Regions from separate parts of the Mus musculus genome. Here all the other regions are linked to region 5. Evidence: chromatin contacts called from public Hi-C, HiCAR-type and promoter capture Hi-C data. All regions are on one chromosome and are shown on one strand. The core of a region is the stretch at or near the end of the contact, and the rest is flanking DNA. Distances in the headings are between cores, read along the strand shown. Region 1 overlaps Tent4a (terminal nucleotidyltransferase 4A). Region 2 holds the start of Nsun2 (NOL1/NOP2/Sun domain family member 2). Region 3 holds the start of A530095I07Rik (a long non-coding RNA gene). Region 4 has its middle 20 kb from the start of A530095I07Rik. Region 5 holds the start of Adcy2 (adenylate cyclase 2).

Evidence for each region. Promoter capture Hi-C pulls out the DNA fragments that hold promoters and counts their contacts. Hi-C and Micro-C count contacts between places; a contact is called where the count stands out from the background. HiCAR-type assays count read pairs that join an accessible place to other places.
Region 1: a promoter capture Hi-C map of liver shows a contact between it and region 5, with 3 times the contacts expected there. The contact joins the enhancer-like site here to the promoter of Adcy2 in region 5. A contact is called at or near these places in 3 of 39 promoter capture datasets (embryonic stem cells and liver), 2 of 484 Hi-C or Micro-C datasets (both in embryonic stem cells) and 2 of 115 datasets of contacts at active chromatin or transcription factors (astrocytes and stem cell-derived neural progenitor cells).
Region 2: a HiCAR-type map of astrocytes shows a contact between it and region 5, with 1.9 times the contacts expected there. The contact joins the promoter of Nsun2 here to the promoter of Adcy2 in region 5.
Region 3: a promoter capture Hi-C map of liver shows a contact between it and region 5, with 4 times the contacts expected there. The contact joins the promoter of A530095I07Rik here to the promoter of Adcy2 in region 5. A contact is called at or near these places in 11 of 39 promoter capture datasets (cranial neural crest, embryonic stem cells, hippocampal neurons and 4 more), 6 of 484 Hi-C or Micro-C datasets (cardiomyocytes, embryonic stem cells, liver and 1 more) and 1 of 115 datasets of contacts at active chromatin or transcription factors (stem cell-derived neural progenitor cells).
Region 4: a contact with region 5 is called in a Hi-C map of liver, with 5 times the contacts expected there. The contact joins the enhancer-like site here to the promoter of Adcy2 in region 5. A contact is called at or near these places in 2 of 39 promoter capture datasets (cranial neural crest and embryonic stem cells) and 2 of 484 Hi-C or Micro-C datasets (cardiomyocytes and liver).

What each region holds. Positions count from the first base shown.
Region 1 is chr13:69,522,024-69,526,475 of GRCm38.p6, reverse strand. The region is part of intron 1 of Tent4a (terminal nucleotidyltransferase 4A); the gene reads left to right. Among named protein-coding and RNA genes, the nearest start is that of Tent4a, 9.6 kb to the left of the region's middle. Within about 2 kb of position 2,120, at least 61 of the 459 cell types and tissues checked have an H3K27ac peak or open chromatin away from gene starts, as enhancers often do. A contact at or near this core is called in liver, where this site is marked.
Region 2 is chr13:69,610,299-69,614,630 of GRCm38.p6, reverse strand. It overlaps Nsun2 (NOL1/NOP2/Sun domain family member 2), which reads right to left and starts at 2,615. Exons shown (of 19, transcript NM_145354.5): 1 at 2,443-2,615; 2 at 2,173-2,330; 3 at 1,589-1,693. The coding sequence starts at 2,538. Srd5a1 (steroid 5 alpha-reductase 1) reads left to right here and starts at 3,168. Exons shown (of 5, transcript NM_175283.3): 1 at 3,168-3,664. The coding sequence starts at 3,384.
Region 3 is chr13:69,542,662-69,547,309 of GRCm38.p6, reverse strand. A530095I07Rik (a long non-coding RNA gene) reads left to right here and starts at 3,241. Exons shown (of 2, transcript XR_001780994.2): 1 at 3,241-3,731; 2 at 3,863-3,916.
Region 4 is chr13:69,561,672-69,566,129 of GRCm38.p6, reverse strand. No RefSeq gene overlaps it. Among named protein-coding and RNA genes, the nearest start is that of A530095I07Rik, 20 kb to the right of the region's middle. Within about 2 kb of position 2,064, at least 20 of the 459 cell types and tissues checked have an H3K27ac peak or open chromatin away from gene starts, as enhancers often do. A contact at or near this core is called in liver, where this site is marked.
Region 5 is chr13:68,996,284-69,000,835 of GRCm38.p6, reverse strand. It overlaps Adcy2 (adenylate cyclase 2), which reads left to right and starts at 1,295. Exons shown (of 25, transcript NM_153534.2): 1 at 1,295-1,762. The coding sequence starts at 1,541. It overlaps Gm35161 (a long non-coding RNA gene), which reads right to left and starts at 1,291. Exons shown (of 5, transcript XR_873632.3): 1 at 171-1,291.

The DNA.
Region 1 (4,452 bases), core at 871-3,370, 520 kb before region 5:
AGTTCTGGAATCCCCCTGCCCCCTAGTCCTTGTATTTTAAATGCAGACGACACTTTAGCCCATTGTCACAGCGTGTGTGTGTGTGTGTGTGTGTGTGTGTGTGTGTGTGTGTGTGTACACCGTGTGCCTGCTGTGCTGCAGCTGGAGTTAGGTTGGGTTCAGTTCTTAGCCTCTGCTCCGAGGGGAGGTTTGAGTGGCCGTGGATGACGATGACCCTTACTCTGAGTTCTTTGCCACTTCCTACACAGAGTTAGTGGGTTTAGAGGGAAGAGAGCAGTGTGCTGGGGAGCCACGACAGTGCAGGGTGGCACAGTCCTGTGCAGAGGAGGAGATGCAGTGTCTGTCCTGAGTAGTGGCCACACTTCATGTGTCCTAGCTAGCACTTGGAGGGTGGCCAGTGCAGGTGAAAAGCTAAGTTGAACTTTAATGTGTTGACTTGTTTTGTGGCATTGGGAATCAAGCTGAGCTCTTTGAGCATGCCAGGCGGACCGTCTACCAGTGAGGACCCTCCCGAGCTCTTACTTAATTTTAGTTAAAATTTAAATGGCCCTGTGTTTGAACAGTGCTGACTTTGTGCAACTTTATGTTTTACTTGAAATAGTTTAACTTGGTAAGTTACTGAAATAAATTGAAACTCAACTGCAGTAAAAAGAGTGTTGCTTAGTAAGTTGCTATGGAGAAAGCTCTAGAGTTCATGTTTCTGAGTTTCCAATGCAAGTCCTTTATGAAAGGCTGATATCTTTGTGCCGGAGGCAGCAGGGAACGGGGCAGTGCAGCCCAGAGCATTCTGAGGAGGGGAGCATTTCTGGTCAGCATGCAGGAGCGAGCGAGTAGGCAGGCAGGCTGCTGGTGGTGTGGCGAATGGGTTGCCTTCAGGTCTCTGCAGGTGTCACAGCTTCCCGCCACATCTCCTAGCAGCTCTGTGCTCAGGATTCCTGGAGGCTAGTGAGCCCTGCTCCACTGTACTCTTTGACGTCCTGGTTCAAAGCCACACAGAGGCAATATTTCTTGTGTTTTACAGGCACAAACCCAGTCTAGATTAGCTAAAATAGTCTGACCAAGAGGTCTGCACTTGTGCATATTGCTGTTGCTGAGGGAAATAGCTACCACAGACTGAGGATTTAGCACAGCACTAGGCAGAGCCAAAGGTAAGTTCATGCGGAGCCTTTCCTAATGAGAACAGGCAAATACAGAGCCTGCCTGTGCTGTGCTTCCTCTGTGCAGCCGCGTCCTGCAGAGGGGCGCAGGGAGCCCTTTGGGGTGGATCTGGCTTCCTGGGCTGTTTAGAGGTTGAATTTTGGGAGAGGTGAAGAAGCTGTGAGTTCTGACATGTCCTGGAAGGGCCAGGCTTCCCTGCAGTCCCAAAACAGCTCGTTTGAACGAGATGAGAGCAATTTTCAGGAGATGTTCTGATTTTGTCCAAGAGTCACCTAGGAAGTGATAGAACTAGGCTCAGATGCAGGCTTCTTGCCTGGCAAGTCCATGCACTTGACCAGTGCTTTCCAGAGAGTGAGAGGGAACACGAGTTGAGAGTCAGAAGCATGACTTGGTGAAATGGCAGAGACAAGTTGAAGCATAAGAAAGAGTACTTTGGTCACAGGCATCTTCTCTCAATTGAAGTAACATTTTAGAAAGTGAAGAGCAGCTATGATATGGTATCCAAAAGTAAAGAGAGCACTTGGCATGATAAAGAAACAAAGGAATTCGGAATATAACTACTAGTTATCTTGTGAATGAGTCATGAGACACTAGTGTGGGCATGGAAGGAAGGTCACTGTGTTGGCATGACACTCTGAACTACAGGGTGGGCTACTGAACAGTTTGAAGCTTGTGGGGGGCTGCTTGGGGCTGGAAGAAAGCTCACTGTGCATGAGACTTTCCTTAGCAGTGAGCTCTGCCTCTTTCCCCTTTTTCCCACCTGGCTGTAGCCGGCTGTACTAGCTAGCTAGAGCCTTACTGGCTCCACTGACCCACACCTGGGCCAGGCCTCTCTTTTTTATCCCTTTATACAGTGTTTCCGGCTGCCCTCCAGGATGCTCCAGGAGGTATGGCACTGAGAGAAACAGTCCACCCACACACCACAACACAGCACAGGGCTGTCAGTGGAGCTCAGGCCTCGTGATTCCCTAGCTCACTCATTACCTAGGAACTAGGTAGAGGGACTTGCCAAAGAGGTGAGGTTGGTAGGAGCAATGCTTGTGAATTCCAGGCTCTGACTCCTCTGGAGAGAGGCCAGATGCTGCCAGAATTCTTTGCTTCTGAGGACAGGTCTTTGAACATCCCAGAGGAATGTGAGTGACACTTCTCACTAATCTAGCAGCAGCAGGACAGGGAGCTCTGTCCTACTTGAGAGGGGCTCTTCTCCTTTCTGTAAGACAGTTTATAGGTGACTCTTCAGAGCATTGATGCCTATCGTTTATTCACTGTTTCTTACATAAGGGTACCCCCTGCTGATGTAAACTTAAGGCTGTTCTGTCTCAGCCTCCCAGCTTCCAAGATTACAAACGTGAGCCATCATTTCTGGCACCAATTCTAAAATACTGATGAATCGGTAAAACTGGCTCATATTTTTAAAAGTGGAAGCTTTAAAGTATCTCAGTCCTATCACCCAGAAATCGCCAGGATAATTAGATGACCACAGCTGCAGATGGTATTCTCCAAGATCCTGGAGATAGTACTTGGAGCCACCAACAGAAAAACTCACTAGAATCATCTTCATGAAAACTCTAGTAAATTATTTATTTTGCTTCAGTAAGAAACGTGCAGTTTCAAATAGAAACCCGGGCTCCTGAGAGCGAGTGCTGTGGCTGAGAATGTAAACTGACAAAGCCCGAGTGCAGAAGGTCGTGCTAACAAGGCACCAACCGGTTTGCTCTCAGTTTATGGGCTGAGAAGTCCGCCCTTCTGCATCTTCCCTCCTGACTGAACATGAGGCGTTGCTGTGAGTTTGCTATTTTGTTGTGTGGTTTCATTCACTAGTATTTGTTGATTGAGCCCTTACTGAGCCAGTGTCGCAGGCGGTGTTTTCAGGAGGTTCATTGCTGGCCGTGCTGCTCCTCTGTGCTGTCCTGTGCTCTCAGTAGCTCTGCAGGGCCAGCCCTGCATCCCTGGGCTCTGGGTTGCTCTGCTCTGACCCTGTGTGTGTAGTTTTTGCCTGAGATGTGGTTTGGTTCTTCATACTGCATAGTGGCTGCTGCCAGTGTCTTTTTATGAAGGGACTGGATAGATGCATTTTTTGTAGAGTGGATAAGGGCTCTACTCCCTGAAGCCTGTTGTGGCCCTGTAGGGTTGCTTGGCTTTCTTCTCCCATGGCAGAACAGTGCCACCACCACCTGTCCTCCGAGACAGGACCTTGTCTCCTCTGGTCTGAAGATTGATACTAATTGCTGACCTGTCTAGACATCTCTGTCTAAGCTGGCCTCTTTGTGAGGCAGACTTTTCTGGACCTCAGATGCTTGTGCACTGCAGGCTGAAGTTGGCCTGCAGTCTAGGGGGAGGCTCTGTCAGGTCCTTGCTCCTGTGTTGCTGGCTTTGCCTTCCTGGGGTGACAAGTGTCTGAATGTCTGTCCATCTTTGGATGCTGCTTGCCTTGGCTCTGTCACTGACACCCAGCAGCTTCTTCCTGACTCCTGACTTTTCTCAACATTAGGGACACGCTCTGATTTTTTTTCTGTGGAACTGGCAGTGAGGTAGCTTTCTCTTCTGGGTTCACTGTTTTTGTGATACACTGTGTCCCTTATGCCATCCCTCTTACTCTACCTGTGCACAGCATATTTCCCCCCTGCTCATTTTAATACTCAATAAGTCTTAATACTGACTTGCTGTGGATATTTTCCTATGGAAGCAGCCGCCACCCCCAATCCATCTGCAGATCTGAAAGTCTGCCTGTTCCATGGGATGACTATTCTCTGGCCTTCTGGTACCAGATTGTGGGCAGCAGAGATTCAGGCTGAGCTAGGGCATTACCTTGTTGGGACCTGGACTCTGCTTTGAGTTGTTTCAGCTTTCCAGGGTCAGTGCTCTTGGCTTACCCCTGGGCTTCCTAGAAGGCCTTCTGGCCTCTTGTTTACAGTCAGCCCCTGGGGACAGGAGTGGCCCTGGGCTCCAGTGCTCAGTGCTGCTGTGTAGGGATGCTGCCTTCTCTCCAGGGTTTCCTTGCCTGGGGGCCTGCTGTTTCAATCCAGCTGCTGCTGCTGCTTCCTTTCTCAGCCTTAGCACCAGCTCCTTGGAAGGCAGTCCCTGACAACTGTCCTGTGCCACATGAAACCAGTTTGGATTTCTTCACTGTTTATTCATTTCCCCTAGCCCCAGGGAGGACCCTTCTAGTGTGAGCAAGGGCCTCAGTTTCTCCTGTCTGGCTCACTGGTCTGCAGAACGAGCCACACAGGAGTAAACTACTGGAGTATGCAGGTCACTTCTGCTTTCTCTACTGGTGTACTGAGAGAAACCTTT
Region 2 (4,332 bases), core at 1,366-3,865, 610 kb before region 5:
ACGCCACCAGTCTGGAGTCCTAGTGAGATATTGGAGAAATCTTCTGCACACTGATTTTAGTGTCTGACATCCAGGACTCATTTAAACGGACCTGCTGTGCTTAACATGGTAAGGAAGGATATTGAAAACCCAAATAGCCAGTGAAAAATGGCAAGCGATATTCCATGATTAAAAAAAAACACAAAAGATTACCTAAAAACAAAAGACAACATCAATATACCAATAGCCAAAATGCAGACATGGTAGCATAGGCCTTCAATCTCAAAAGAAGAGGGGATTGTCTCTCTGAGTTTGAAGTTCAGCCTGTTCGACATAGAAACTTCCAGACCAGCCATGATTAAATAAGACCCTGCCTCAAAATGAAAAATCATTAAAAAAAAAATTAAAACCCATAGTTATCAGAAAAGACTCACTAAATTCACCTTTATATAGAAACTGCTTAAAATATTTTTCTTTTGTGAAAATTTTACCTAAAAATCTTAAATATGAAACCATAATTAAAAGTTTCCTTAAGTTCACTCAGGGTGTGGAGCATCTGAGCTGTTACTGAGCATTTCAGGTATTAAATATGAAATCCTACACCTTCAGAGCCAGGGATCACAGGTAATAAAAGGGCTGTCATGGGAGCAGGAGTGCCTGGCTGCTGGATACAGGGGAAGCCTGACTGAATGTGAGCCTACAGGCAGGCTGCGCTGGGAAACACTGGCACACAAGCCATAGCAACCTGTGATGAGACTGGCAAGCAGAGCTTGTCTTCCCTTCTACTCGGAAACTAGGATGTGGAAAACTGGTCATTGTAAAAAGAAGTTCAAGAAGCAACTCAGGAACATCAAGGAGGAAGCTGGACCCAAGACCAATTAACCAAACTCATTAACTCAATTAACTGCGAGTCACTGATGAACATGTGTACCCCAACCTCATGTTAATAAAAGCACTACAGGAAAGAACATTAAGATGCTTGAAAAGAGGCAGATGATGGGGGCTGGGGAGACGTCTCAGTGGTTAAGAGCACTGGCTGCTCTTCCAGACCAGAGGTCCTGCGTTGAATTCTCAGCAACCACATGGTAATGGGATCCAGTGCCCTCTTCTGATGTGCCTGAAGACAGCCTCCCTGCACTCGTATACATACATACATAAATCTAATAAGGCAGATGATGCTGGTACATGGATTTAATCCACCCAGCAGAGGCAGGTGGATCTGAGTTTGAGACTAACCTTGTCTACAGGTTTCAGAACACCCAGAAATCCTGTCTCGGAAAACAGACAAACAGATGCTTGAAAAATACATCCAGGGACTAGGTACACGGCTCAGCAGTTAAGAGTACTGTCTGCTCTCTCCCTCCCAGAGGTCCTTCCCAGCAACCACATGGTGGCTCACAACCATCTGTAATGAGTCCTGTAATGCCTTCTGGTGTGTCTGAATACAGTGTACTTATATATAATAAACACGTAAATCTTTATAAGAAGAAAAAAAAAGGAAAGTACAACCAAGCTCTTTAAGCCGACAGTGACTTTAGAGCTGAGAAGTGCATTAAAGGGGGTTGGGGACCTAAGAAACACCCAGCACGAGGAAGCATTCTGTACCCACCAGCTTAGTGGTTGTGGAACTTCAACTTTCTGTCCATCTACTTCCAGGTCCTCCAACTCCTTAAAGTACTTGTTCTTCAAGCAATGGAGAATCTCTTTGGCATGGCTATGGAAAAAAAAAAAAAAGCAAGTTTCACAGTCATCTAAGAAGGTGAGTTGGTAAGATTTAATAGCTTTAAGATTGCCAAGTGTTTTAAACGTAAAACCAGTTCTGAGAAGACGTTCCATAAGCGCTCCGGGGTGTGCAGACTTTTTAACACCTAGGCCCTGTTAACATCTAAGAAAGCAACACCATCAATTTTCTAACTCCCTCCAGTTCACTGTTCTGTTGGACACACCTTACAAATAAGGTAAAAGCAATACTGCATTTTGTCACAGCTTCAGTTTTTAATTGCCACGAGTCTTGCGGACAACGTACTTTGACGTGCAAGAGAGGCAAAGATTCCTGCTGCTCTGATGGTCCCCCATAGGACCCAAGTCTTTCCCGGGTCGCGTTTTCTATTCATATTCTAATGTCCCACCGAGGACGTTCCTGTGCACTACAGCCCCCAAGTCCACACCTCAGAAAAGACACAGCAAACGTACCTTTTGTACCCAGTGATTCTCAGTGTGGCTGGGAGAGGTTCTCGGAGTGACTCCATGAATTGGTCCCATTCTCCCTCTGGCACGATCTTGAGTTCCTGATAGTAGTGCTCGAAGAGCTTGTTCTCCTTTACGATCTCGGGATAGCCACCTTCCCAGCCCTGCCAGGAAAGCGACAGGTGAGCAAGCTCCGACCGACACCCGCGAACCCGGCCCACGAGCAAGCTCCGCACGCGCGAGCCCACCAGACACCCCTCTCGTCCCCGCGCCTACCGCCTGGCCTCGCTTTCTGCCGCCGTCGCTGGCGTCTTCCTCGCCCTCAGGCTGCGGCGGCTGCTGGAACCGCCGGCCCCGCGCCCGCCGCCCCATGGCCCACGCGGCTGCACACGCGGAGCGCACACAGCGACCCACCAAACCGCACGCACGCTGCACTTCCGGCTGCATCCCGAGGACCCCGCGGCTGGGTCCTAGCAGAGGCAGTCAAAAAATATGCCTGAAAGACACAACATGCTCCCGCCGAGAACTCACGCAAAAAAAAGGGTGGTATTCCTATAGAGAACGTGTTTCCTCAAATCAACCTTAAACGCCACTGAGCGTGAATCTCCCCGTCTTACACAGAGACTCAGGCACCTGCATGGACGACCTGATCGTAGCGCGTGCGCAGAGAGTCATGGAGTGTTGTCCGATCTGTCGCTGTCCGGGTTAGACTGTGGAGGGGCGTGGTTGCAAGTTAGGCGGGGCGGAGCGAGAGTCTGTTTCGAGCGAAGAGGCGGGGTCTTTGCTGTGTAGGCGGGACTTTGTGGGTGATGCGAGGCTCTGGTGCTCCGCTGTGGCGCTGAGGGGGCGGAGCTCCGGCAGAACTTTTCGCGAGCCAAAGGAGCTCTCAGCCAATGTGTGTAGCGCTCCAAGATCGGGCGGGGCTCTGAGGAGCGGGGCTCGAGACTAAGGCGCCCTCCCCCCGAAGAGGCGTGGCTCCCTGTGTGGGCGGGGTTTTACCCAATCGTTCTCTCGTTTGGATTACGGGCGGGAGGGTATCTTCTGGTGGTGCTAGCCTGTGCTCCTGTCTCCGCCCGAGCAGGTGGCTCGCCCCTCCCCTGGGCAGGTACACCCTGCTGGAGCGCTGGCCCTTGTGGGCTGCTCTGCGCCCTCCTCCTGAGCTTATATGTGGCTCCACTTGGACATCCGAGCATGGAGCACGCTGCTCGACCTCAGCTATGGAGTTGGATGAGTTGCGCCTACTGGATGCGCTAGTCTACCTGGAGGGTTTCCTGGCTTTCGTGGCCTTCGTGGGGCTCCAGATGGTGGGCTCTTCCTACGGCCGCTACTCCTCGCAGTGGTCCGGCCGCCGAGTGCCCGCGCGACCTGCCTGGTTCCTACAGGAGCTGCCTTCAATGGCCTGGCCGCTGTACGAGTGCATCCGTCCTGCAGCCGCCCGACTGGGCAACCTGCCTAACCGCGTCCTGCTAGCTATGTTTCTGATCCACTACGTGCAAAGGTAATGGTCTTCCCTCCTGCGCTTGCTCCCGAGGACCCGCGGCTCAGAGACTTAATTCCGAAATACAAAGGATTGTCTAGAAAGGGAGGTAGAAAGGACCGCACAGAAGCGGTGGAAGTTCGTGTCTGGTCAGGGATAGTGGCACAGTGGTCCGGATTTCTTCCCTGCCCATCTGCAGACTCCGCCCTAAGGAGTATCTGCGATGCCATCCAAGCTGCATTTCTACTGTTTCCCCCTTGGGGAATCTATCCCTGGTAGCCTGTCCCATAGCCAGGTGACCTAGCTTCAGCTTGCTAACAACCTACTCTGGAACCACTGTGGACCCCGAATGTGGACTGGAGCAATTTCAGAGATGTTTTGCTTTCTCTGTGTGAGATGGTATGAATCTTTCCCAGGAGGTGTTATGTGAAAAATGTTTTAGTGACCGCCTCAAGTCTTTGGGTTTTCTAATAAACTGGACTGGACTGTCTCTAGGTCTTATCTTTAACTGACCCAACATTTATTAATAACGTTTAAATGTTTTCATCTAGATTCTGAAAAGTGCACAATTAAAAAAAAAAAAGGATGTCTCTATATCTAAGGAAGTTGAGTTCTGTGACATTTGGGACATGGGAAAGTCTCTTATCCTCTCTGATCCTAAAGTATTCATTTCCCAGAGAGGCTGGGAG
Region 3 (4,648 bases), core at 1,992-4,491, 540 kb before region 5:
TCTCTCCCGGGGCAGCGTGTTGAGCCCTCTGGGTGCTTTGGGGATGAGCAGCGTGTTGAGCCCTCTGGGCACTTTGGGGATGGATATGATTGGGGATGGATAAGATGCATGTGGAGCGGGCTCTCTCTCCCCTGAAATATTTTGAGAGCCACCCCAGGATTTCTCCTTCACTGTTTAGACTGTCACTCACCACGCCTTTATTAACTACTAGCTTGTCACAACACCTCTTTAGAAATTAGGTACAGGCAGCGAGTGTGGGCATTTACTCTCTTCCACAGCCTGTGACTTCTGGAAGACATGTGCCAGGACCAGCATCTCAGAAATGTGCTTAGAGTATTTCTCGAAAAGAAATAGCTTCTTTGAAAAACAACACAGGCAAAGTTGCTCTCTGGTAAAAGCAACTCCCAGCCAACAAATACATTGTTGCTGAACGCACGGGTCCTGCTGCACTTAAATGGTTTTGCAGATGCAGCTGGGGACAACATAAATGAAATGTGTCTTTTTACTGTTCCCTTCAAAGCTTGAAGCACATGGATCTAAAACACAGGGACATGTGTTGATTGAGTTCAGGCCCCGGAGGTGGGCTGGTGATGGGCTCAGAGTCCCAGTGGCCAGGTACTTGCTATGACAAAGCCTGGTAGTACATGTGGGATATTGAGTAAGAAAGTGAACTATTAAATATTGCAGTTTTTACTTAAGTAATTTGTGTCAGGCAGTAAGAGAGTAAGCTAATATAATTCAAGGCAGCAACTGGGGTCCTAGCACTCATTTCTAACTGAGTCAGCCACTGTCATGGTGAGCGCAGATCTCTGTCTCCATTGCTTTAGGGGCACGTAGCCAGGAGACCCTTATGAAGGTATCTCAGATGGAGCTGGGTCCAGAAGGCTTGGGCTGCACTGAGGATGGCAAAGATAAACTGAGAGGGAAGCTTCCTGAAAGTTAGGTGTTCATGTGGATTGCCTGATTCGCATGATTTGATGCCATGAAATCCCAGGCCCCAGCAAGTGGGTGAGCGCCTCTAACAAGGCCGGTCTGGAGCTTGAAAGTCAGGTAGGGAGGCTCTCAGATGCTCATTCTCATTAATTCAGCTGTTGACACAAAACATAGTTCCCTCATCAAAGGAATCAGAGGTGGTTGTTCTGAGCCAAATATGAGGGACCCCAACCTAGGAAGATGGTTTTTGGTTGATCTGAATGACACATTCTTTTCGTGGAAGAAGTTACGAGAATGTCGATAGTCACAGAACAAAAGAAAACAATAAACTAGCACACCCACCAGATACGTGGCACAGACAAGACTGCGGACTCCGGTTTTACATTTTTCAGAGGTTATCTGGTGACATTCATTCTTTGATTTTGAGTTGGTGGAAGGGAGTGATTTGGGCATGATTGGGTAAAATGTGCCCAAGTTTTACCTGAGCCACACAGATGCTAGGTCAGACAGAGAGGTTCATGCTAAGTATGAAGGGCACGGAAGATTGACTGTAATTTCCCATCTTTCCTGAATCACGATGTTCTAATCAGTCACAGTTTTCAGGACTGGGTCTAGGATTTATTTCTAGATGTGGCTTTCTCGGGAAACTTCAGATCATAGTCAGCAGTGATGCTTGGCCTGTCTCCTCCAGGCTCTTGGTTAAGTTTGAACATCCGAGGATAGGGTTGGCAGCGTTCCTGCTGCTGTCCCCAGGTACAGGCAGCCAATGTAGAAACAGAAGTGAATAAACTCAAAGAAAACTAGCCACGGGTCAGGACCAAGGACAAAGAAGATGGCTTCCCAGTGGATAGCTAGCAAGGTATTAGGTTTGTGTGAGATCAAAGAAGAGCAGCTCACAGGCAGAGAGGATATCGCCCATGCCCTGTAGTGTGGAAGCAGGATGCTGCGATGGGGCTGGAGGGGAATCAGGGTGGGTGTGGTAGTGTACCAGAGAGGTAATGGCATGTGTGCACACTGGAGAGGCATCCACAGAGGAGGAGAGGGTGGAACCTGAACAGAGAAATCCTAGGAAGGATTGTAGTCAGATTCTGGACCATGGACAGTGAGGAAGTGGCTGTGCAAGAACAAAGCCACTCTGAAAGGATGCAGTGTCCGTACATGGTGCAATGACAGCCCGTGCCAACAGGGGGCTTCTGTACTGCCATTGTTTAGAAACTCCTGTGACAGAGAATTTGGTGAGAACCTGAGCTGGCTCCCAGTCTCTTCACTGCCCACCCTAGAGACAGTGTGGAAAGTCAGTATAGCTGTGAATACCTGCTCTGTGGTGTTTGCTTTGTGTGAGCTCGCAGACACAGGCTTGGTGTTAAAGACCACTGGAAATGTCAGATCTGAGTCCTCATCTGGCTTTCTGAGGTAAAGTGTCACAGGGGGCGGATTCCTGCCCTCCCTTGCTGGATATCAGCACCCACCTCATGGCAAAACAACATGGGCTAATGCCCTGAATAATAAGTCACAGAAGGGGCTGGAGAGATGGCTCAGTGGTTAAGGGCACTGACTACTCTTCCAGAGGTCCTGAGTTCAATTCCCAGCAACAACATGCAAGCTCACAACCATCTGTAATGGGATCTGATACCCTCTTCTGGTGGCTGAAGACAGCTACAGTGTACTCATATACATAAAATAAATAAGTAAATAAATAAACCTTTAAAAAGTCGTGGAAGGATGAATTTATCTAAGATAAGATAGTAACCCACAAAGACAATATGAGATTTTGAGTCTTGATCCTCTTTCCTTGTTTCTAGACAACTTAGGGTCAGAACATCCGTTAGTTTTAGATCCTTTTATGATTAAAAAGCCACAGACTTGTTAAGGGCTGTTTTTAAAGATGGCCAGATTGAGGCAAGAAGAATCAGGCAAATGCCAGCTTGGAACCCTGTTTGTGGATTAGGTCAGCGGAGAGACAGCCAGCCACAGGGACGCAGCACCTGAGGAAGTTCTGTACATGGAGGAGAGCGCTTCCCGCTGCCGCTTCTTGATCTCTGCCGGAGGATCACATCATACAGCCCCCGTCATAAAGTTCACAGTGCTTCCCCAAGCTCGCTGCCATCCATGAGACGGGAAGTGAGGTGACAACACCTCATCCCTGTGGCATTAGCGAGGCCTTCACTTGACCATCGTTGCCATGAGACTGAGGAAGGCTGCTAATCTGCCCTCCGAACCTGAATGTGGGGACGTGGACTGAGTGAGCCAGCATTCCGTGTCATGTTTTCTGGTCAGCCGGCAAGACCAGAGGGGGTGGGGGTGGGGGTGGGGGTGGGGGTGCTGTTCTCTACAGCAGAAATGAGCAAAAGTCAATTTATCAAGGCACATAACAGTACAGAGCAGGGATTTCAAAGCATGCCGTTGCTTTGTCAAACACACTGGCTACCCTCTAGAAAGCCGAGGATCCCCTACTTCACGGGGCGCTACCCCAACACCCAGCCCATATCCTTCTCTAGTGTGTATGGAGGAGGGGCTGGAGGAGAGCGGATGGCCCAGGGTAGCCGCAACCAACCTCAGTCCTTTTTGTGGAGAATTTGTCATCTTGGACACCTGCCTGGACTATCAAGATCTTGGACTACTGCTGCAGGGCAGAGCGCACACCCGGCGAGGCCCAGAGTTCCTCTGTGGGACCGACACACTCCTGAAAGCGCAGATGCCCCCTCAGTGCCAACTCAAGGCATAGGAGTGGCGGCAGCAGCCCACTGCTCTCAGGGGAGTTTGCCTAAACACTGTCCCCTGCCATTTCTCTGCTGGAGGTAAGATGACATTTCCCCAATGAGTGTCTGTGAGGGCAGCCCCAAAATGAACAAAACTGACCATTCTTGAAGACTCAGATTGCTGTGGGCACTGCACATGTTCAATCTGCTTGCTCTGTATTCTCTCACAGGAACTGTGCTGTGAGGCTCTGGCCGCCATCAGTTCAATGACTCAAGTTTAAAAAGAAGGTGAAATTCAGAAGAAAAATCCAGAAGGAAGGAGACCTGTCAGCAACCTGCAGCCCATGCCTATGCTAATGAGATTGCTAGTGACAGCCAAGCTTTGGAGGCATTCGATGTCCCCTGGAATATCCCTGCAGGCAAGGCTTTGAGCCCAGCCTCGGTCTGTCTGGAGTTGGGGGGGGGGGGGGGCGTGTGGCTCCCCGGCAGCCAGCGGGCCGAGCCAGGCTTTGCTGTCATGAGGAAAGAATCTGCAGGTCTGTAAACTTGCTATTTTTAGGCCTTAGTGGGGCTGAGCCAGTTCCCCAGTGTAGTAGGGCCCTCATATTTTACTAAATAGAACCTTGAAAAGTTATGACACAGGTCTCGGACTTAAAAACTTCAGAGGGTTGAAATGCCACATGGCTAATTCGTGAAGACAAAGGCACTGATCCCGAACCCCTTTTGTTCTCCCAGGTTGCTCCCCCAGTCCACGCCCACTTCAGCAAGCAGCTCGCCTGATGCCACCCACTAATTGTGAGTCTTCCCGCATGTACTCACTTTGAGGCCTGGCCTGGCAACTGTGCTCAGTGGCAGCCATCATGTCCACTAGCTCAGGGTGCCTCCCATGTAGGGGGCATTTCCTGATTTCCTTGTGTACCGTAAATCAGGAGAACGACCTCCAGCCGTCATGAAACCCATATCCCGGAAGCTCTCCTCTCTGTCCAACTCCCCCAAGAGACCCGGTGGCTCTCCTT
Region 4 (4,458 bases), core at 815-3,314, 560 kb before region 5:
GTTTCTCTGTGTAGCCCTGGCTGTCTTGGAACTCACTTTGTAGACCAGGCTGGCCTCGAACTCAGAAATCTGCCTGCCTCTGCCTCCCGAGTGCTGGGGTTAAAGGCGTGTGTGCTACCATGCCCGGCACCAATTATGAATTTATTAAATCCAAGACTAACATTCTTTTTTTCTTTTTTTATTAGATGTTTTCTTCATTTACATTTCAAATGCTATCCCCTTTCCTAGTTTCCTCTCTGAAAATCCCCTATACCCTCCCCCCTCCCCCTGCTCCCCAACCCACCCACTCCCACTTCCTGGCCCTGGCAGTCCCCTATATTGGGGCATAGAATATTCACAAGACCAAGGGCCTCTCCTCTCATTGATGGCTGACTAGGCCATCCTCTGCTACACATGCAGCTAGAGACACAAGCTCTGGGAGTACTGGTTAGTAACCTCCCCTCCCCAGCCTGAAGCCTGTTTGCTCAGGTTTCAGTGTTAGAGAGCATCAGAGTGGAGCTTGCCACTCCCACTGCCTCTGCCTGCCAACTAGCTGTTCTGGACCTATCACATGTTCACCTGCAACTTTACTCCAAGATGATTTGGCGGGAATAGGGTCTTTTCCCCTGCTTCATAACTGAGTGTCGGAATAGTAAAATTGAACCTTGGTTCCATCTTTTCTCTTGCGCCGCCTAGCCCCCCCCCCTCCAGGTTTCCAAGATGCCTTTCCAGACTAGAACACAGACATGTGAGCCGCTGGCTGGACACAACACTGGTTAGTTCATATTGTTGTTCCTCTTATAGGGCTGCAGACCCCTTCAGCTCCTTGGGTACTTTCTCTAGCTCCTCCATTGGGATCCTGTGTTCCATCCAATAGATGACTGTGAGCATCCATTTCTGTATTTGCCAGGCACTGGCATAGCCTCACAGCTATATAGCTATATCAGGGTTCTGTCAGCAAAATCTTGTTGGTATATGCAATAGTATCTGGGTTTGGTGTTTTTTTATGGGATGGAAACTAACATTATTTTATCACTTGGAATATTAAATGTCATAAACAACCTTTATAAGTCTAATCATAAAAATATTTTTAAAAACATAAAGTGCCAGGCGTGGTGGCACATTCCTTTAATCCCAGCACTTGGGAGGTAAAGACAGGTGGATCTCTGTGAGTTCGAGGCCACCCTGGACTACAGGGCCCATTCCAGGACAGCCAGGGCTACTCAGAGAAATCCTGTCTCAAAAGCAAACAGAGAGAAACATAGAAAGTGAGAGAAATGTTTATTGCTCTGAGTGTTCTCTTATCACCAGTATTTTTGAAGTCCATATGAATGGACTCTCAGATAAGGTGAGAAAGTTCCCCTTCCCTTCATTGAGTTTCCTAGGCTAGCAGTGAGTTAGCAGTATCTGGACACAGTCCCAATCTTTTCATAGAAATGCAGCCTTTGATATGAGGCTTTTTTTTCCTTTTAATTGAAGATATCATCTGGTTTTATCCTTTGAGAAGACTCTGTAACTAATTTAGAATTTTAATTACTATACTTAAAACTCCTTTTCAATCAGTAAAGTTGGCCAGTGTGCCAGACAGTGGTTCCTCTCCAAACACTTTTTCCTTTTTGGAAACTTTGTTGCTCCCCACCCCCATCTCACCACCCCTTTTCTCCTTCTGAATACTCACCTGTCTAGCCAGCTAGGGAATAGTGTGTGGGTCACTTGTTTTCTGTGCTGCCTTTGGGACCCACTTTCTCAGCTTTTACCCTGAGATCATCTCCTTCTGGGTCTCGGGGTTATCCTGCACATATATGGAATTTCAGAGGACTCATGTTGCAGGGTGACCAATCCCTCACATGTGTCTTCCCATGTGAGCCAATACAGTTGGGTTTCCCTATGAGTCCACTGCATTTTGTGGGGTGTTTCCCCTGACACCTCCACACTTTGAATGGAGGGGACAAGTGCATTTTGTCTTCAGAATCTTTATCACCAGGTGCTCATAAAACTCTTAAGGCTGGGCAATGTCACAGGAGAGGCAGTCTGTGTATTTGAGGAGTGTCAGGAAACAAAGTCCATGAGGTAATGAAACATATCAAAGACAAACAAAACAGAAACCAAAGGGCATTCGGAAATTTCAAGAGCAAGCAGAAACCAAGATGCCTTTAGAGATCTGAAAGCGAGCAAGCAAGCAAGCCGTCTATACAGAATGTTTTCAAACTAGATACCAAACACTTTGAAAGCAGACCAAAAAGGTACCTATCAAATTACCCCCAATTCCTTGGTCCAATGTGGAAACCGTTTCACGAAGTTTTAGAGTTTTTGCAGAACACACACAGAGAGAGAGAGAGCATAATAAATCAAGGCAAATTTAAAATACATTGAGGGACCTCACAGAGGTGGTTACAGCAAGATGGGGGTGGGGCGTCTTTCCTATAAGCCCAACATGCTATCTGATGACAGTCTTAGCTTTTGAGTTGATGGAAGCTAGTGGTCTGCTAAGCCAAAAGGTTTTATTTATTAGTCACTGGGTGTTCTGACACAGAGTTGGGGAAGGAATGGCTGTTCTAGGACCTTAAGTTAGCCCAAGATAAGGTAATTAGCCTCTGGATCTTCAGCACTGCAAAAATCCCCACAGCTCTGAGCTGTAATCATTCAATCTTTGCAGACACAACCTCCTTCAGGAATCTACATTCACAACTCACAGGAACCATGTGTTCAGGCACGCACTATGAACTCATCAGAGGCTGAGGCGCTACCCTGTCACCACTCAATTACTACCCGAACGTGTCCTTAGAGGCACAGAGCATGCAGATAAGCTCTGGTCCAAATCCTAGCCCTGCCATCTCATGTCTGTGTAGTGTTGGTGGCGATGAGGTCAGCGGCTCCCGTGGAGGGGGTAGACAGTCATTTCAGATGTGCTGACATGACCAGCAATAGCACACGCCCCACTGCTGGGATGTTCGGACTGTTATACAATGTATCACACACCATTCTGTATACTCAGACACTTTGTGTTTCACCCACTCACAACAAATGTGCTCCCCTGCTAGGTGGTTCTGGGTCACTGATTCCTTGTTTTAAGCCCACAGCCACTGTTGTTCCAGTATTTCAAGATGTAAGAATGTTTTCCTTGTGGTGTTATAGTAACATTTGTCTGCATCTATGTGAAAGGTGGGTGACCCTACAGTGGCCCCCAAGGCCCTAACACCCTGTTCTTACAGCCTATGTGGTGCCCTCATGGTAGGTGACAGGGGAACAAGATTATATTACTGCCACCTTGCCAGAAGATGATCTCTGTGTTTCCCTGGGAGGAGGGTCTGGGAGGAGCTTAGAGTTCCTCGGAAAGATGAGACCGTCACAGTTGTGATCAAGGAGCTGTGTGCTTCCAACAACCAGCTGAACCGTCTGCAAGACCAGTGCAGATTCTAAGTGGATGCTGGAAGGACCCTGTGCAGAGGACTTAGGTGAACATGCCCAGGGCCATGGCTCTCCCAAAACTGAGGTTTCCTAACACCTATGGTAGGTAGTTTTCCTTGTTTACAAATGCCAATCACCCACGTCCCGCCAGGGACTGGGACATCTTGAGCTATGGCCAAGCTGGAAAATGCAGGTCTTGGCTTGTATGCGCTGCTTGCATCTGTGGCCATTGCTACTGAAGGTGTCATGTCCATCATGCCTTGTCATAGAGACTCTGACATGGACAGAGGCGACCTCTGAGCATTGCTTTTTTCCTACTCTCTGAAGGTATAAGCCTGAAGGTGTGTGTGTGTCTTAGTAAATACGGCGTTCCCTATACTTTTGAGTTTCATAGGATGAAAAAAACCCAGCTGACTCTGCTAGTGAGATGGTGCCTTATTCTCTTTCCTAAAATCTAGCCAAACCCGTCTAAAATATACATGTGGGAGGAAGGACTGGAAAAACCAACTCGAATTAATTAGTTTCTCACAGTGGAGAGTGTGGATGGTTGCTTCCCCATTGAAAAACCACACTCTATTCTCAAAGGCTCCGTGCGGCTAAGAGACTCGTCCCTCCCCAGCTACTCTGGGAGACCGTCCATTACTCCTGATTGTTCTTAGAGCCGGTTGTGCTGCCTTATTTGAAAGCATCTAAAATAGAAACTTTTTGGCATGAGTCTCTCTTTCTCCCTATCAGCTTTCAAAGATGAGTTATAGAAATGTCTGGCTTAAACAGGCCAGGAACATATTTCTCCTGTGATAAGAAGTGACCTTTTTTTTTTGCTCTGAATCAGAAATATCTCCAATAGACCCAATGGGATAAGTACAATTTATTGGAGATAAATACAAAACTGAGCAGCGGGAGTATGCAAAGCTCCATCAGGTAACCATCAGGTAACTGCAAACCGGAACAACAGGATATCATGATACATCTTTTAAATGGTCAAACCCACAACAAAAACACACCAAATGCTGTCAGAATGCAGGCCTGGAAGAGCTTCTGAGGCAGTCAAATGGTATGACCACTTTGGAA
Region 5 (4,552 bases), core at 46-2,545:
TTCAAGTCAACTCTCCCATTAACTCCATCCTTGCCCTCTATCGAGGTTGAGAACACAGCTGTGTCTTCACTCTCTGGGTCCAAAAATAAAATCCCTGGAAATCCCTGGGTCTGAGACTCTGTGCATGGCCTAGGTCCAGCATTTGAGAGTCACACAGTTATTCAGCTTACCTGTTCATGCTGGCTGGCTTGCAACTCAGGTAGGCAGGCTGCTGTCAGGGAACATGCAAAGGTCTAAGGCAGTTCCGGGCTGACAGAGAATGTGGAATAGCTCTTGAGGCGGTGTTGTGTTTTGGACTCCTTAGAAAATGATTTGGGGGAGAAAAATGGCTTGTGGGTTCTTTGGATGGAAGGACAGGAAAATAGGAACCTTCTAGAAGCAGTCTTTTGAAGGTCAGTGGTTAGTCCTGTCATCTAGAAAGAACAAAGGTTGAGGTCACAACCACGAAATGCCTGCCCAGCCTGTCCACGAGGATCTAGCTAGGTCTGTCATGCTTCGTGCATTTGGTCCCCGAGAGTGTCAAGCGGCATGGGATGAGTGATTCCCAAGCCAACCTTGCCCACAGAGGATGATTCTCATTCCTTGCTCCAACTTCTGTGCCATCCCTGTCTGACTGAAAGGGTTCTGGGGAGATCTGCGATGCCAAACACAGAGGTCCATAGGGTACTTCTAAGGCGCGGAGAGCAAAGGCAGAGAAAAGGAGAGGCCCGCTGCCTGAGGACCACAGGTGTCTCCAGTCACTGTGTAATTGAGTTCGTGGGGGCCATTCTTTCAAAAGGACTCCCACAAGTCCTGGAGGGTCCTAACTCCTGCTCTGTACTGGGAGTCAAATTACAATAGAGAAAGTGAGAAAGAAGCCACATTTTGCTAAGTAGGCATACTAAAGAGGGGTGGTCAGGGATATGGGACCCCCTCTCCAGGCTGGGGGGTATTAAAGCATGGCAGCCTTTTACACTGCTGCCTTGTGAGATCATGGAGAGGCAGTGGGGACTCTGGCAGTCAGGTGGGAGACTCCAGGAGCCCAACAGTAGCCCTCAGGCTGTTCTCTGCTGTAGTGGAGAACAAGGCTGAAGCCCCAATCTGCCTGGCTGGAGTCCAAAAGCGAGAGGAGGAGGCGCCCCACTGTGCAGCCTGCGACAGGCTGGAGGGCAAGGACTCGGTCTGAAGCTTTCTCTGGAGCCCAGCCTGGCCGTCGGGGGGCGGTGGTGGGCGCGGGCCGGCGCCGCCCCTGCGCGGAGGCCGGTGCGCTGCGCGCGGGGTGGGGCGAGGCGGGCCGAGGGGCCGGGTGGCTCCCGCCCTCGCGAGCGGTGGTGGCGGCGGCGGCGCCCGGGAGCTGCCCTGAGGCCGCCCCCGGCCCCCGCCCGCGCGTCAGCGCGCCCAGCCCGGGGCTCCGAGCTCCGCCCGCGCCCGAGGCCCCTGAGCACAGCTCCGGGCGGGCAGCCGGCGGGTCGCGAAGCGCGGGGGCGGCAGGCGGTAGGTGACCACAGAGCGGCGCTGCCCGGGCAGGGCGCGCACAGCGGGCGCCCCGCGAGCCGCCCCGATGTGGCAGGAGGCGATGCGGCGGCGCCGCTACCTGCGGGACCGCGCCGAGGCGGCGGCAGCAGCGGCGGCGGGCGGCGGCGAGGGGCTGCAGCGGTCCCGGGACTGGCTCTACGAGTCCTACTACTGCATGAGCCAGCAGCACCCTCTCATCGTCTTCCTGCTGCTCATCGTCATGGGCGCCTGCCTCGCCCTGCTCGCCGTCTTCTTCGCGCTCGGGCTGGTGAGTGGCCTCCCCGTGGCTCCGAGGGGACCGCGCAGGCGACCGTGTCCCGCCCCAGGCTGCTCCTCACCCCTGTGCCCTGCCCGAGGCCGGCCTGGCTAGGGCGAGAGCTGTGGACAGAGGAAAAGTTTCCTTGGAAGGCTTTGCCCAAAATAAAGTTGCCAGGGCTTGCTCCAGGTGGACGGGCAGGGCGTGTGGGTTCAGCATCTCTGCGCCCCGTGGCCAACTCTGCGCTTTCTCCCGGCGCCGCTGCCCGCAGCAGAGGCAGTCCTCAGGCTTCCTTGGCGCGCTAGCTGCCTCCCATCCCTGTCCGCGGAACGCCCCCGGCTCTCCTCTCTGAGTTTGGTCTGGGCATCATTTAACTCTTAAAAAACAAGGTGCTTTGGGAAAGCAGTTCATGACAGCGAAAATGAAAACCAGATAATGTTGTGCATCTTGGCTTTTGAATCTTTTCGTGTTTAGCCATGTAGAGAGAAAGTGATGGAGTGTTGAGCAGATGCCCAAGCCTCATCTCCAGAGACTATAAGTGAGCTAAAAATGGAAGGGACCCTCGCTGCTTTCCCCTTTTTAGAGAAGTGCAGGACTCGATCATGGTTCCCTGCTGATGGTTAAAGCATGTTTTCACGGCTAGAAGCATTAACGCAGCTCAATAGCTGATGTCAGTTTTTCTGGTTCATAATTTTCAGTCAGGAATCTCAGGCTGGCTCCCTGGAGCCCTGTAAGGAAATCTGTAGATGGCGGTAACTTCCTCTTAGCGCTCCCTTCTCTTCAGTGTGGTTCAAACTTTTCCCCCTGACCATGATTTGCCTGTGCAGACTGTCTTGTCCGAGGCCTGGATCAGCTCGTGAGTTGTGTGGTTAGAGGATAATGCGGGATGTTTCTGCTGAACGGTGTTCCCAGAGCTTAGAATGTAAAGACATGCCTGTTTTCACCAGTCTCAAGCAGATTCAGCTCACGCTGCCTCAAGGACACAGAAACTCTGTTAGGTATTTGACAATTCGTTTTATATATCCGAACCATATGGCGCTCACATTATGAATCGGGAGGAAAAAGTTTCAGTCACGGTACAATTTTTTAAATGTCCCCCACGAGCGTGGGTCCTGTTTTCTGATTGAGTTCCATGAGGTAAGGAAAGATAATCCAACGTGGCAGACTATGACGTCACTGGCCCTCTCCAGTAGCAGGCCAAGCAGGGAGCTCCTTTGATCCTGGTAGCCTAGGTGTGAGAAGACGACAGCCCCACCCCTGCCGCACTTGCTTGTCCCTACTTATAAGACCAAAAAGAACTTAAAGAGAGATTTGGGGAAGGGGGGCGGGATCACGGGCGGGGCCAACAGTCTTTAAAGACCTCACCTCACTTTCACATTGCTGGCAAGAAAACATCACAGTTGTCCTTTGGAAACGTGTTCCTCCTAAGTGTTTCTGTTTGTGAGTAATTCAAATCCTTCTGGCTGGTTCCTTCCTAAACGGAGAGGAGCAGGTGATGGCCTATTTATAGTGCCATTAGTCTAGGGAGACAAGTGCGAAGTTCGTGTTCCCCAGGCACACTACTTTGTTTTCCAGGTTAGAACGCTCCAACTTCAACCACGTTGAATTAGGTACTCTTGAATGGGTCCGTGAGAAATTCATGCCAGGAGAACTTAAGGGACTTAAGGCTCCCTTTTCTAAGTTGCCTTTGTTCTTCCCATTTGTCCCTAAAGAGTCTCTTTTATGTTCTGTTTTGCTTAGTTGAAATGTTGGAAAGATAGCCTTTAAAAAGTCTTTGAAACCTTCATAGATAAATACCATATACAATGTATTTAATCACATCCGACTTCACTCCACTCCCTCAATCTCTCCAGAGTCTATCTCCCTCTCTTCTTTAATACCAAAAGACAAAGCAAAACAAAATAACAAAAACCTGGGGTCCATTTGTGCCGTCCATGTGTGCATAGCAGTGAGATTATACATTGGTGCATGGGAAACCACCCTTTCTTGCAGAAGCCATCAGCAGCCAACAGCTCTTCTGCTAGGGCTAGGGCCTCATGCCATTTTAAGGGGCATCATTGTATTTCCTTAGTATGCTCATCATTTCCACACCTGTCTTCATTCAGCTAAATCATTGTAACCAGAGTTGGTATTTCCTTAACTTGGCTGTCACCCAGAGCAAGATCCACACACGACATGAAATGGAGTCTGTTCCTCCATGCTCCTGGTTGGCTTCGTGCCCACTATGTAAATTTTCAGTGTAAACTGCAGACATGTTCCAGGGAGGATGCCTGGATCTAGTCCAAAGGTTACCTTCTGGTGAGGAACAGGGCTCCAGCGTTCTATGAAAGGAGAAAGGCCTGAGGGATGTGGGCACTGTCTTCCAATACCTCAACACAGGAGCAGAGACTGTGTGACCCCTAGGTTCACAAAGACTTATCTCTCTTTTGTTTCTTGAAAAATTGTAGGCAGTATCTCCACTTTCAAACAGGACCCCCCCCCACCCCGTCCAGATCTTCAAAGACAGTTAAGGTAGGAGCACCAGAGATGTGGTTAAGTTAGATGTGGTTGAGTTAGAGCCATGCTTATGTGGATGGAGATGCGGTCTTACTTCAGACTGAGCAGGCATTGACTTCTGAGGGGTCTCATCTTGGAGCACCCTCTGGAATAGCTAAACCCTCATGTGATTCAACAGTGAAATAGATCTAGGATTTTTTTTCTGCCTAAACTCTTGGATAGTTTCTTTCATTCCCATGCATCTGTCTGGTTTTGATTTCCGTCTCTCTTTCATGAGTTCTCACAGTGACAAAACGGGTGACAGTT